3 separate regions of the Mus musculus genome follow, and regions 1 and 2 are each linked to region 3. The links are chromatin contacts, called in public Hi-C and promoter capture Hi-C maps. All regions are on one chromosome and are shown on one strand. The core of a region is the stretch at or near the end of the contact, and the rest is flanking DNA. Distances in the headings are between cores, read along the strand shown.

The links. Promoter capture Hi-C pulls out the DNA fragments that hold promoters and counts their contacts. A called contact is a pair of places that touch in the nucleus more often than the background predicts.
Region 1: a promoter capture Hi-C map of hippocampal neurons shows a contact between it and region 3, with 8 times the contacts expected there. The contact joins two enhancer-like sites. A contact is called at or near these places in 1 of 39 promoter capture datasets (hippocampal neurons), 3 of 484 Hi-C or Micro-C datasets (cerebral cortex, cortical neurons and forebrain) and 3 of 115 datasets of contacts at active chromatin or transcription factors (embryonic basal ganglia, embryonic hindbrain and neural tube).
Region 2: a contact with region 3 is called in a Hi-C map of cranial neural crest, with 2.1 times the contacts expected there. The contact joins two enhancer-like sites. A contact is called at or near these places in 2 of 484 Hi-C or Micro-C datasets (cerebral cortex and cranial neural crest) and 1 of 115 datasets of contacts at active chromatin or transcription factors (neural tube).

What each region holds. Positions count from the first base shown.
Region 1 is chr1:76,503,806-76,507,421 of GRCm38.p6, reverse strand. No RefSeq gene overlaps it. Among named protein-coding and RNA genes, the nearest start is that of Mir6343, 3.9 kb to the left of the region's middle. Within about 2 kb of position 2,126, at least 4 of the 459 cell types and tissues checked have an H3K27ac peak or open chromatin away from gene starts, as enhancers often do. A contact at or near this core is called in hippocampal neurons, where this site is marked.
Region 2 is chr1:76,245,108-76,248,498 of GRCm38.p6, reverse strand. No RefSeq gene overlaps it. Among named protein-coding and RNA genes, the nearest start is that of Gm32737, 150 kb to the right of the region's middle. Within about 2 kb of position 2,093, at least 16 of the 459 cell types and tissues checked have an H3K27ac peak or open chromatin away from gene starts, as enhancers often do.
Region 3 is chr1:75,652,201-75,655,857 of GRCm38.p6, reverse strand. No RefSeq gene overlaps it. Among named protein-coding and RNA genes, the nearest start is that of Slc4a3, 110 kb to the right of the region's middle. Within about 2 kb of position 1,892, at least 60 of the 459 cell types and tissues checked have an H3K27ac peak or open chromatin away from gene starts, as enhancers often do. A contact at or near this core is called in hippocampal neurons, where this site is marked.

The DNA.
Region 1 (3,616 bases), core at 877-3,376, 850 kb before region 3:
AACCATGTTTTCCCAAATTAGTTTATGGCTATAAGAATACTAAATGCAAACTTAAGTATGTAGGCCCTTTCTAAGAATTGTATTCTCGTGGGTACTAAAGATTAACTATTATCCAATTTTTTTTTCAGAAGACAAAAATGTAAAAAGGAAGCCTATGAGAATACCTGAGACCAATATCTATTTCTGCAAACACTTCTTATGTTTTAATAATAATGCCTTAGAAATAGATTAAAAGCAGGTGCTTGCGGGAGAAAGGTTAAATACAAAACTAAATTTACTATGCCTGAACATTGTCAGCCAGTGATATTAATTTACTCTTACAGACACAACTTTAAAAAGTTACATTAACTATGACATGTTGCTCTAATCAGCACAACGTTATTGCCTATATCTTGGCATTCATCTTTGCTAAGAGGTGTTCACGATTTTATATTTTAATTTTGTTTATTAGCTCAATTGTATGTAAGTGAAAAACAGTAAAATCTGGGGGAATTACAGACACCATACTTCTCTTTTTCCTCCTGCTGCAGCTTGTTTACAGTTGGATCTGAGGTATGAGTAGTCACATGGGAATAGGCCGGAAACAGGGTAGCCAAGGTCCTTTCTTTCTCTTCTCGCATACCAAACACCTTTAAAATTACAACTTCAAGTTCACGCCAACATGGCAACTCCTAAAGGTCTACTCTTCTCATGGGTTCTACTTTTAGTCCCCAGAAATTGCTCTTGGAATATCACCTTGATTTCCCAGGATGCTACGTGATGTGACAAAGGGCAGACAGAAGGACATGAGTGTAAAGCCTCCGTTGTCATTCACTTTTCCTAGCTCTCTCTTGAGTTCTCTCACTCTCTCACTCCCCTTCCCACCCTCCCTCCTCCAATTCCTACCCCTCTCCCCATGTATACATTCAGAGTAGAAGTCTAAGTATTTATCCATGCATTTGTCAGTTATTTCAGTTTTAAAAGAGTGATCCAACACACAAATCCACCCTTGTTTTACTGACTACTGGTCTATGCTGTGTAATATGTGTCTATGTAAATGTGCATTAAGAAGTGGGTATGTCCCTTAAGCTTCAACTTACTCCATTTAGAAGATATATAGTCCACACCCCCGGAACTCAGGACAGAAATTCCAATCGTCAAACTAGCTCCTCACTTGTTCTAAGAATTGATTCTTTTTCCTAACACTGAAGTCCTTTCTTGCTGTGTTGTTTCACGGCTACTGCCCATCAAAATAGTGCCTCTACAAATTGATATGTTCTAATCCACACAGAGAGAACTTAAAAAGAAAAGCAGAAACTTCACAGATTTCAAATTAAAATGGGAAAGTCCCCAAAAAGCAACAATAAATTACCAGCAACTCTAGGTCTATCATGTGCTGAGACATAGGCAAAGCCCTTTATACAGGTAAAATGCCGTGGGTAAAAACAGCAATTCAGACAGTTGGCTGTTCTGTCCTGGATCGCACAGAAAGGACACAGAGCATGAGCTGGGATCTCTCCAGGTCCAATGCCCATGCTCTTTCCCTTGGATAGGGTGAGGACTTCTCAAATAATATTATCATATATTTCATATTTGTTATTTTCTCCCAGCATTACAAGGAAAGTCTTCAGTTGTAGAAAAAATAAATGGCACAGCTAGTTAAGTACTTGTAAAGCCATTGTGATATGTACTGAGTTCCTCTCTGAGACTGAGACTATAGCAACACATCAAACCTCAGATCTCACATTCATGGCATTTCTCCTCTGGCCAATAGACACACATATGAAAGCTGTAACATGGATGCTGAGTATACCAACAACAAAATCAGGCTTTAGCTCCTGACAGCTCAGTTACAGAGACAGAACATGAATGCATGCAGTAAGGAGAAAAGAGGATCTTGTTTAGCTTTAAGGCCAGCTAATCTCTATCAGAATAGGCATGAATCAATCCAGTTGGAAACCCATCCCAGATCTACCAACTGGCCACATTGTCTTTCCTATTCTGTACCTCTAGGCTAATAAGCCATATTTTCTTGCTTTGGAAGCAAGTCTTTCCCAATGAGTTTTTGGGAAGCTCATAATGCCACCCCCAGACCTGCTGGCACCAGAGGAAGACATAGCAGCTCCAATCTGCTCTTTCCTTTCAGGCATCCTAATTGGAAGTCCTGCCTAGAACACATGGGCAGAGCAGGAGCCAAGAGAAGAACAAAGGACACTTGCTCCAAGTGTTCCTTCCCAAGCTTATCAAGGATCTTGGGTTCAATTGAGAGATTCAACAGTGTAAAGTGCTGATTGGAGAATGGACAGCATGCAGTGAATGTCATGTCTTAGGCAAGCCCTGGGCATGAGAAAAGAAAGGTTGCCTGCAGCAATTTTAGAGGAAACTAAAATAGAAGCTAAGAGATAAAGATAAAATGGATCAATGAAAATTAGGGGGTGAGAAAGCCATACCTCTGGGCCTTCCTACCCAATGCCTCCCTAAGATTTAAAAATGCTGAAGGATACTAAGGCTTTTATTTCCCTACCATTACCCCATAAATATATGAAGGCCATGTGTACCTATTATCCTAAGAGCACTGAGGCATAAGTCTGGATCTTGCAAGCCAAGGTCTAATGTAAATTTGTTAGTTACTTGCCTTAGTCAGGATTTCTATTGCTGTGACAAAACACCACAACCAAAAAGCACATTGGGGCCAGGCGGCAGTGACACATGCCTTTAATCCCAGCACTAAGGAAACAGAAGCAGGCAGAAATCTGTTAGTTTGAGGCTACCCTGGTCTACAGAGCGAGTTTCAGGACAGCTAAGGCTGCACAAAGAAACCCTATCTCAAAAACAAACAAACAAACAAACAAACAAATGAACAAAACAAAAGCATACTGGGAATGAAAGAGTTTATTTGGCTTATACTTCCATATTGGTATTCATCATTAATGAAAATCAGGACAGGAACTCAAACAGAGACGGAACCTGAAAGCAAGAGCTGATGCAGAGCCCGTGGAGGGGGTGCTGCTTAGTGGCTTCTCAGATCTTTCTCAGCCTGCTTTTATATAGAACCCAGAACCACCATCCTAGGAATAGCACTACCTACAGTGGGCTGGGCCCTCTCTCATTGATCCTAATTTTGAAAATACCCTTCAGCTGGATCTTATTGAAGCCATTTTCTCAGGTGACGTTCCCTCCTTTTAGATAACTCTACCTTACGTTGGCATATACTAACCAACAAACTAGTCTTGAAGATATATTGTTATATAAGAAGTCCTGATTTTCCCTATTGTAAAATTGGGCACATAGAGTGGGCTATAGCCAGGCCCTTTCTTGTGTCTAAGGACTCCATTTTTTTATTTTTCAGCTCTCTTATTCTTTAAAAATGGCATGCGTATAGTAGTAGTAATGTACTATTGTCTTTGAAAACAATAATTTGCTCTGATTTTCAAAGGGATCCCCGATGTTGAGGAAAATATCCACGAACTGATGAACACTAAGATCCCTTCTAGTGTCCAAGAGGTTTTTATGTTGACATGTGGTTCCCTATTGGAAATCAGAAATTAGAACAAAGGAATTCACTTGCGCAGTCTCTAGGAAAGTAGCCATAGTCTCTAGACTGTAAAACTTTCCCTCAATATCTAGTCCACCTTAC
Region 2 (3,391 bases), core at 844-3,343, 590 kb before region 3:
CTGCCTGCCCTTGATCAAGTGGTCCTGATCCTGTGACCTACCATACTCTCATTTTACCCTGTACCATGCATAGTAGACTGAGCTTTCTCTAAACCTCATCTTCCCCACAGGATGGGGAAAGGCCATCTATCCCAAATGGTTCTATCATAATTTTATTAGACCGTGATAGGTTTCGTGATCCTGGTCCCTACTTGCATACCATGTATCCCATGGCCATAGCTGCATTGCAAATGTCATTCTTCTCATCCCAGTTTATCCTGGTCACCCTGCACCTTCCCAGACTGTTTTTCCTGTCACTGCTCCTACTGCATCAATCTCACACAGCACTAAGCTTATTTATTAGTCAAATATATACAGAAATGGTTGCAAAAGAAAACATAGAAACACATCATTTTATGAAATCTGAGTCATGAGGACATCTGCCAAAGAAATGACAATTGTCATGTTCCTCCACTGATATTTCTGATGCCCTCTATATTCTGAGGAAATCATTTTCGTTTTACCTAAACAGAGCATGGGTTTCCTGGAGAATGGATGCCATCTGACAGTAATGGAAACACTAGTACAACTCAGATACTTACGTAACCATAGAATTTGTCTTGTTAAATTATGTCTAATAATAGATCCAGAGTACCCACACTTATCAAACGTGAATCGCAGATCTAAGTCAGACCGCAGGACCTAGGGCTCCTTGGCAAGGGGAAGACTTGCTCAGACATCTGCAGACCAGGTAAGAGAGGGCTGACAGCCAGATAGGAGGGAATCCAGGATCATCCAAGGATGTTTCAAGTGTGGATGATACTGAAAATGACATACATAAGGTTCTCTTCCAAAAGTCCCCACATTTAACTGATAATCGGAACCAACAGGCACGTATTTAAGAGCATAGATGACCAGGCTATGCCTCTGACTCCTTCAGAAATTCCCTAGGATAAGGAAGAGAGTGGAATGCCTGGGATTGGTGACACAGCCAGTGGAGTCTGGTGTAATCTAGGAAGCTCTATATTGCATTTCCTTCTGCACTTTGGGGGATGTTCCAGGTCCCAGAGAGACATGGGCGGGAGGTGCTGCCTGCGTGGTAAAGACACCTGGAACCCTGGGAGGGCAAGGAGAGACATTGGGAGGAGCTGTTTTAAATTTCCCTTCTGCCAATTGAGACTGGCGAGCTAGAGGAAGTCGGAGCTCCACAGAGAGCTGGGTGGTCCCAAACATCAGCTTTAATTGCGTAATGCTATTGCCAGGTGTTTTCTTCTGGGACAGAGCCTCCGTGTGGTTGCCGACAAACCCTGAGCAGCATCCTTGGGAGTCTTTAAGCCTCAACTTATCATTTTACTTATGTTGAGAGGAACTTCAAGGCGGTGTAAATAATATATATCTCTTCTTTTTAAAAAATCGGTGTAAATATTTCATAGAATGTACAGTAAATAATAAATACATCTGAAGAAAACAATATAAATATTTGATAGTTTGCAGAGCAACTGTTAAGTCTGGAATTACATATGAATGCTCCAAAAAATTCAATAAATCCTAAATTACATACAAATGGCTCAGAAGTGACCCACACATAGTCATGGGTACAGTTTTTAAAACTGCTGTGTTGGCTTCTTAGCCAGGGGAGTGTTAAATCAAGATGTCATGCTGTTTAACAGCCTGCATTGTGAATCATCCAAAATTTTGGTAACTCCCAAGCTCCAGCACCTTCTGATAATACTTGGCTTGCATCTTGAAATAATAAAAACGCCCTCTGCCTACAAGAGAAGCACAGGGATACCACACCACACAGCTGCTACTTTTGATGCAAAGACTTTCCAATCCTGCAACAGCCACTCTCAAGGAGAGGCAGGATAATCAGCGTCAAATGCCTCTTACAAACAGGGCAGCCACGACTGTCTCACACTCATCTGCAGGTCAAGTCTCTGAATAGAAAGCTTCAGCGAGATACATCCCCCACCCCCACCCCCAGGATACCAGGGAATTCTTTTCTATTCATAAAGTGATCAGTCAGGCCACTGCGAACTTCTGTTCCTGGATCTGTCCCATTTTCACAGGCCTCAGCACTTCTATAATTATACAGAGCTCCCGGCTCTACAGAGCACATAAGCCTGCCTGTGTCCTCATCCACTTCGATTACTTTCCGTCATGTGTGCCCTTCAAGACTGAATCCCAGCACAGTTCCCCTGGGACATCATTCTCAATGAACCTAGCATATGGCTTCCCTGTAGCAAGTGTCCTAGAGAACCAAATAGTTGTTTGTATTATTTATTCATTCTTGTTCCCCAGAACCTAAAAGGGTGCCTGATACAGTCAGCTCCTTTGTTGGATAGGTGAATGCACGCATGAATGCACGAATATCTGTCTCACCTAGTGACCAAGGAGACTATTTTTATACATCATGTCCTTAGAGCCTGACACGGACCTCATGTACAATAGATGCCCAATAAAGATATACAGAGAAGGTAAATAGACCTAATCAGATAATGTGTCCATGTGTCTTTGTAGTGGAGAATTTTGTGTTGTGTGAATGAGAGTGGAGAAAAAAGGAAAGACACAGAGATCTTAAACTTGTGCCAAGATAAAGCTTCCCCCACTGAAACATATCCCTGGGGGAGATTAAAATGTGCGTGCCTTAACAAATGTTTATAAAAAGAATAGGTATAGGTTTTTTTTTTCTTCAAAATAAATTCACATTAAGATTTTTTCAAAGGCTCCTGGTTACACCCATGTAGTGTTTATATAGTACATACCTTTATGAAGCTGGAGACACAAGCACACTTAGCACATTAAATTTTGCACTTGATGGAGGCAATTTATTCACCTCATTTTCCCTTTGCAGGAAGCAAAGGCAAATTAAAGAAAAAGATCTAATGACTTGCCCAGAGGCACTCGAAGCAACAGCCGATCCAACGTCTTTGCTGCGGCACTGTGGAACACAGGGCTCTGGAAGCTTCCAGGGCTAAGACTGGTACAATGCCTCGGAAGCCATCTGAAACCTACCAGGCCGCAAATATACGTGGCAGGTGAGTTCCACTGAGGACTCTGGCAGTGATGGATACTCCAAGAAAAATAAGACATGATTCCTGACTTTGGAAAGGTGATGACCTAATTGACTGTTGACTGCCAGAATAGTGTAGTTGCGAAGGATAGGCACTCTGGAAGCACTTACATCTCAATGAACAGCTTTAGACATCCATCACTACATGGAAGAAGGGTGTCTCATTCAGATTTCCTCCACTGTGTGTGATTGAAGCAGAAAAGAAGCTTGATGTAAGTATATGGGGACCCAAGTGTAAGAAAGGGATAAGACCCAAAGGATGAGAACAAAAGCTAAATATGATGGATGGGTGCTCCTCAGTGCCTCAGCCTAACAAGCCTCTTGAGGAGACAGACCATG
Region 3 (3,657 bases), core at 643-3,142:
GTCTTCAACCAGACGAAGACAAGGGAATCAGAGGAAAAAAAAAATCAGTTGGCAAGAAGAAAATAGGAGGTAATACAGAGAACTTTTTAAATCCACTATTTTATGAGAGTTTTTAGAAAGAGCATGCCTCTGCCTTTAAGGAATTATGAATCCCATCGCTGTTTCAGTTGGCCACCGGAAATCTCCTCAAATTATGACACAGATTTATTATTTAATTACAAATGGGTAAGCATTAATTGTGAGTGGGGAAATTCTGAAGGGTAATTGAAGCTTGGATCAGAATGAGGACGAGGTCTCGGTCCTCCTTATGGGGACATGGGGAAGCAGGAAAAAAAAAATCATGACTTTACCCCACACTAGCAGCAATTGGACCAGGTAGAAGAGTTTCCTAAATACATCTGGTAAACCTGAGACGGTGATTAAAGGAGACTATGTCCTCGCATTTCTTCTTGCTCCAAATGTTTTTAAAACCATCAGTTGCCATTTGCTATGGACTTAATTGTGGGCCCACAGTAGTTTGTATACTGCATCCCTAGTCCCCAGTTAGACTTATTTGGATGTCGGGCTTTAGGGAGGTATTAAAGGTTCATGGAGTCCTAGGGCCCTAACCCGTTAGTAGTGTGTCCTTGTAGGAAGAGTTAATAGACACTCCATGGAGAAAGACCCTTCCATGGCCATACAGGGGGGAAAAAAGGCTATCTAGAAGCTGGGAAGAGAGCCCTCACCATAAATTAAGTTTGTGGGGCTTCTCGCCTCCACAGAGAGAATATAAATGCCAGTCACTTAAGCCTCCCAGTGTGCAAAGTCTCTTTATGGCACCCTGAGCAGCTAATGCAACATCTGTGCAAAAGAAATGTTCTGCCCAAGGGATGAGGCTCGCTGAGGCAGTCAACAAACAGGAGTGAACCATCGTCTAGACAATGGTTTTATAGCAGAAGCTGTGATAGCGTCCTCAACAGGATTCTCCCCACAGCAGCTCTAAGCCTCTGCTTCCACAACCTCCCTCCAATGCTGGCACCAACTTAGGTGCGCCCTCCTCAGCCTGAGGAGGAACAGTGCTCAGTACCCAGGCAATGGGTACTGACTGTCTTCTCCCTTGAGTTTGCCTCCGAAGCAGTCGGAGCCGTGCCGTGGAGTCCAGGCTCGGCCTATCAGGGAGTAAAACAATGTCGCCGTGGAGAACCGGAAAACGACAATCGTTCCTGACAAGCACTCCATGAGCGCATGCGGCCTAGGTGCACCTACACCTGGACGGCTTTCTGAGTCCTAAAGGACTGGTAAAGACTGGTGTCTAGGCCAGGGACAATGTCAGGGGACACACACCTTCAGGAGGCCAGAGTTTCACAGTGTGAGGGCGATAAAGGGATGTTAAATAAAACTGGGGAGACAGGAAGGAAAAATAGCTAGGCCAAACGTTAATTTCAGGAGAGGAATCGGATTGAGGCTGAAAGCTGGAATAATCCCCTCAGCTTTTGACTAAACTCTAGCTAGAAGAGCAGAAATCTATACTTGATCATTTAAAAAGAAACAACTTTTGCTTCAAAGCTTTTAAAGAAAGATAAGAAAAAGGAGGAATTTTTTTCCTTCCCTACAAATATTTGCATTTTTTTTTTAATTTGACACTTTTAACGTCAGGCAACAGGGGACTATGGTTTGATTGGTTGGTTGGTTTTGGATACAACCGAGGGTCACAAAGGCAAGAGTACTCATACATCAGCAAACAGGACGAAGTCGTGTGATTTTTTAGTGCCTCAAATACGCCCACCAAGGCTGATGTCTAATTGCCAATGGTCCAACAATCAGTTCACAAAATTCCTGGCTACTTAACCAGTCTCTAGCAAGTACACCAGCTGGCTCCAGCACACTTTTGCAAGGCATTCTGGGTAAGCAGATGGCAGCTGGCCCAGCACAAAACCACAGACCAGAGAAACCAAGGTTTCAGAGGGCGATGTGAGGAAGCCCAATAGATCTTCCTCCCCTGGATGCAGCTCCTCGCAGGCACTACAGGGAGCTACGGACCTAGTCATTAAGCTACCCACCACCTAAGGAAGAGACACATTCCGTTCTTTAGGAAGGGTTGCCTAGACCCCGGCGCACTGTGATGGCGCCACCTGGTGGCCAAAGGAAAAACAGCCACGGAGAATCTCAGATTTCCACCACGTTTTTAAAATTCTGTATGAAATTGGTATTTCAGGAAAGAAAAAGAGTGGGGGAGGGGAATCGAAGGGAGGGACAGAAAAGGACTGGAAGGGGGTGCTACAGGAAGGGAGGGAAGGGGGAAGGAGGAGATGGGATGGAAGAGTTAGAAAAGATCTTAGCTAATCATTGGCAAACCAAAAGCTCAACTTTCCCAGGCACTTCCTAAAAATGCCCACTATGTCCCCCATAAAGAAAGATATTAAAAATGAATTACTGAAATACTTTTAATGATTTGGCCAGACAAACGCTGAGTGGTTTACCTCACTACTAGACAGTTCCATCACTCAGCTGTCGTGACCATCTATAGATACTTATGACTGGCCTATACTTTGGATATTCATGTATAATTCATCTAAATTCATTCTATGGCCCAACCTTCGAAAGAACTGCTAGCATATGCTTTTGTTTCCATAACAAAGCCAAACACAGAAGCCAGGGTAGGGTATGTACCTCTCCAGCTTAACCCTCAGTGCCTGGCACTGGCCTCTCTGCTTGGCCAGGGTTCAATACAGCCTGGTCCTAGTTAGTTCCTGGTTCCTCTGCAGAAACTCTCTCTAAAGGTTCATGCCAGTCACCTGCAGGTATTTATAGAAATCTAAGCTTTGGTTCATAAGTCAGAGAACTGGGCAGAATTGGAGCTGGCACCAGTAAGCATTAGAGTAATAGTTGATGAAACAGATTAATTAAAGAAATGCATTAACATGCATAACCGAGTGGCTCTTATTATATGTATGTGAGTTGTCCAGCTAGAGTAAAACATTTAAACTCTGTGTCTGTCTGTGTGTGTGTGTGCGCGCGCGCGTGCATGTGTGCGTGCATGTGTGTAAGAAAGCAGAGCTCGCCTTGATGATGTGTATTATTTCCACAGCCTCTGGCTGAGCTTCAAGCTCAAAACACCTTTGACTAAACACTCAGAAGCCGGTTACTGGGATCGATAAAGGAGAAAGAGTGACCTCTGCTGGCCAAGTGAGATTTTTTTTTCCCCAGCCTCTGGTCAATTTCCCAACTCTACAATGACATGATGTGTTTACAGAAATGCAGTAATGCCCTCTGCAGAATAAATGATCGGCTAATTTTTTTCTAGACTGGTGATATTTACAATCCCATCAGCAAAAAGGCCATGGCTTGTTTGGCTCAAAAACTCCTTAATGATTTGTAGAAATGAGATTCAATTAGGTTTTTTTATGCTTAATAATTATTCAGTAGAAAAAATAAGAAATGTTTTCATGTGGCAAACAATCATTTATTTTCTTTGCTTCTTGTTTATATGTCATTGATGAAATGAATAATTTGCAATTTATTTTGAAATATAGAAACTAACTAGGGTAATGATAAAACTGTTGCCCCTAAGTATCTCATTAATATCTGTAGTCATTTGATTGCTAAGCCCTCAATTTAGGAACTGAATTGTTATTTTTTGCATTTATTTAGTGTGTGTGTGTGTGTGTGTGTGTGTGT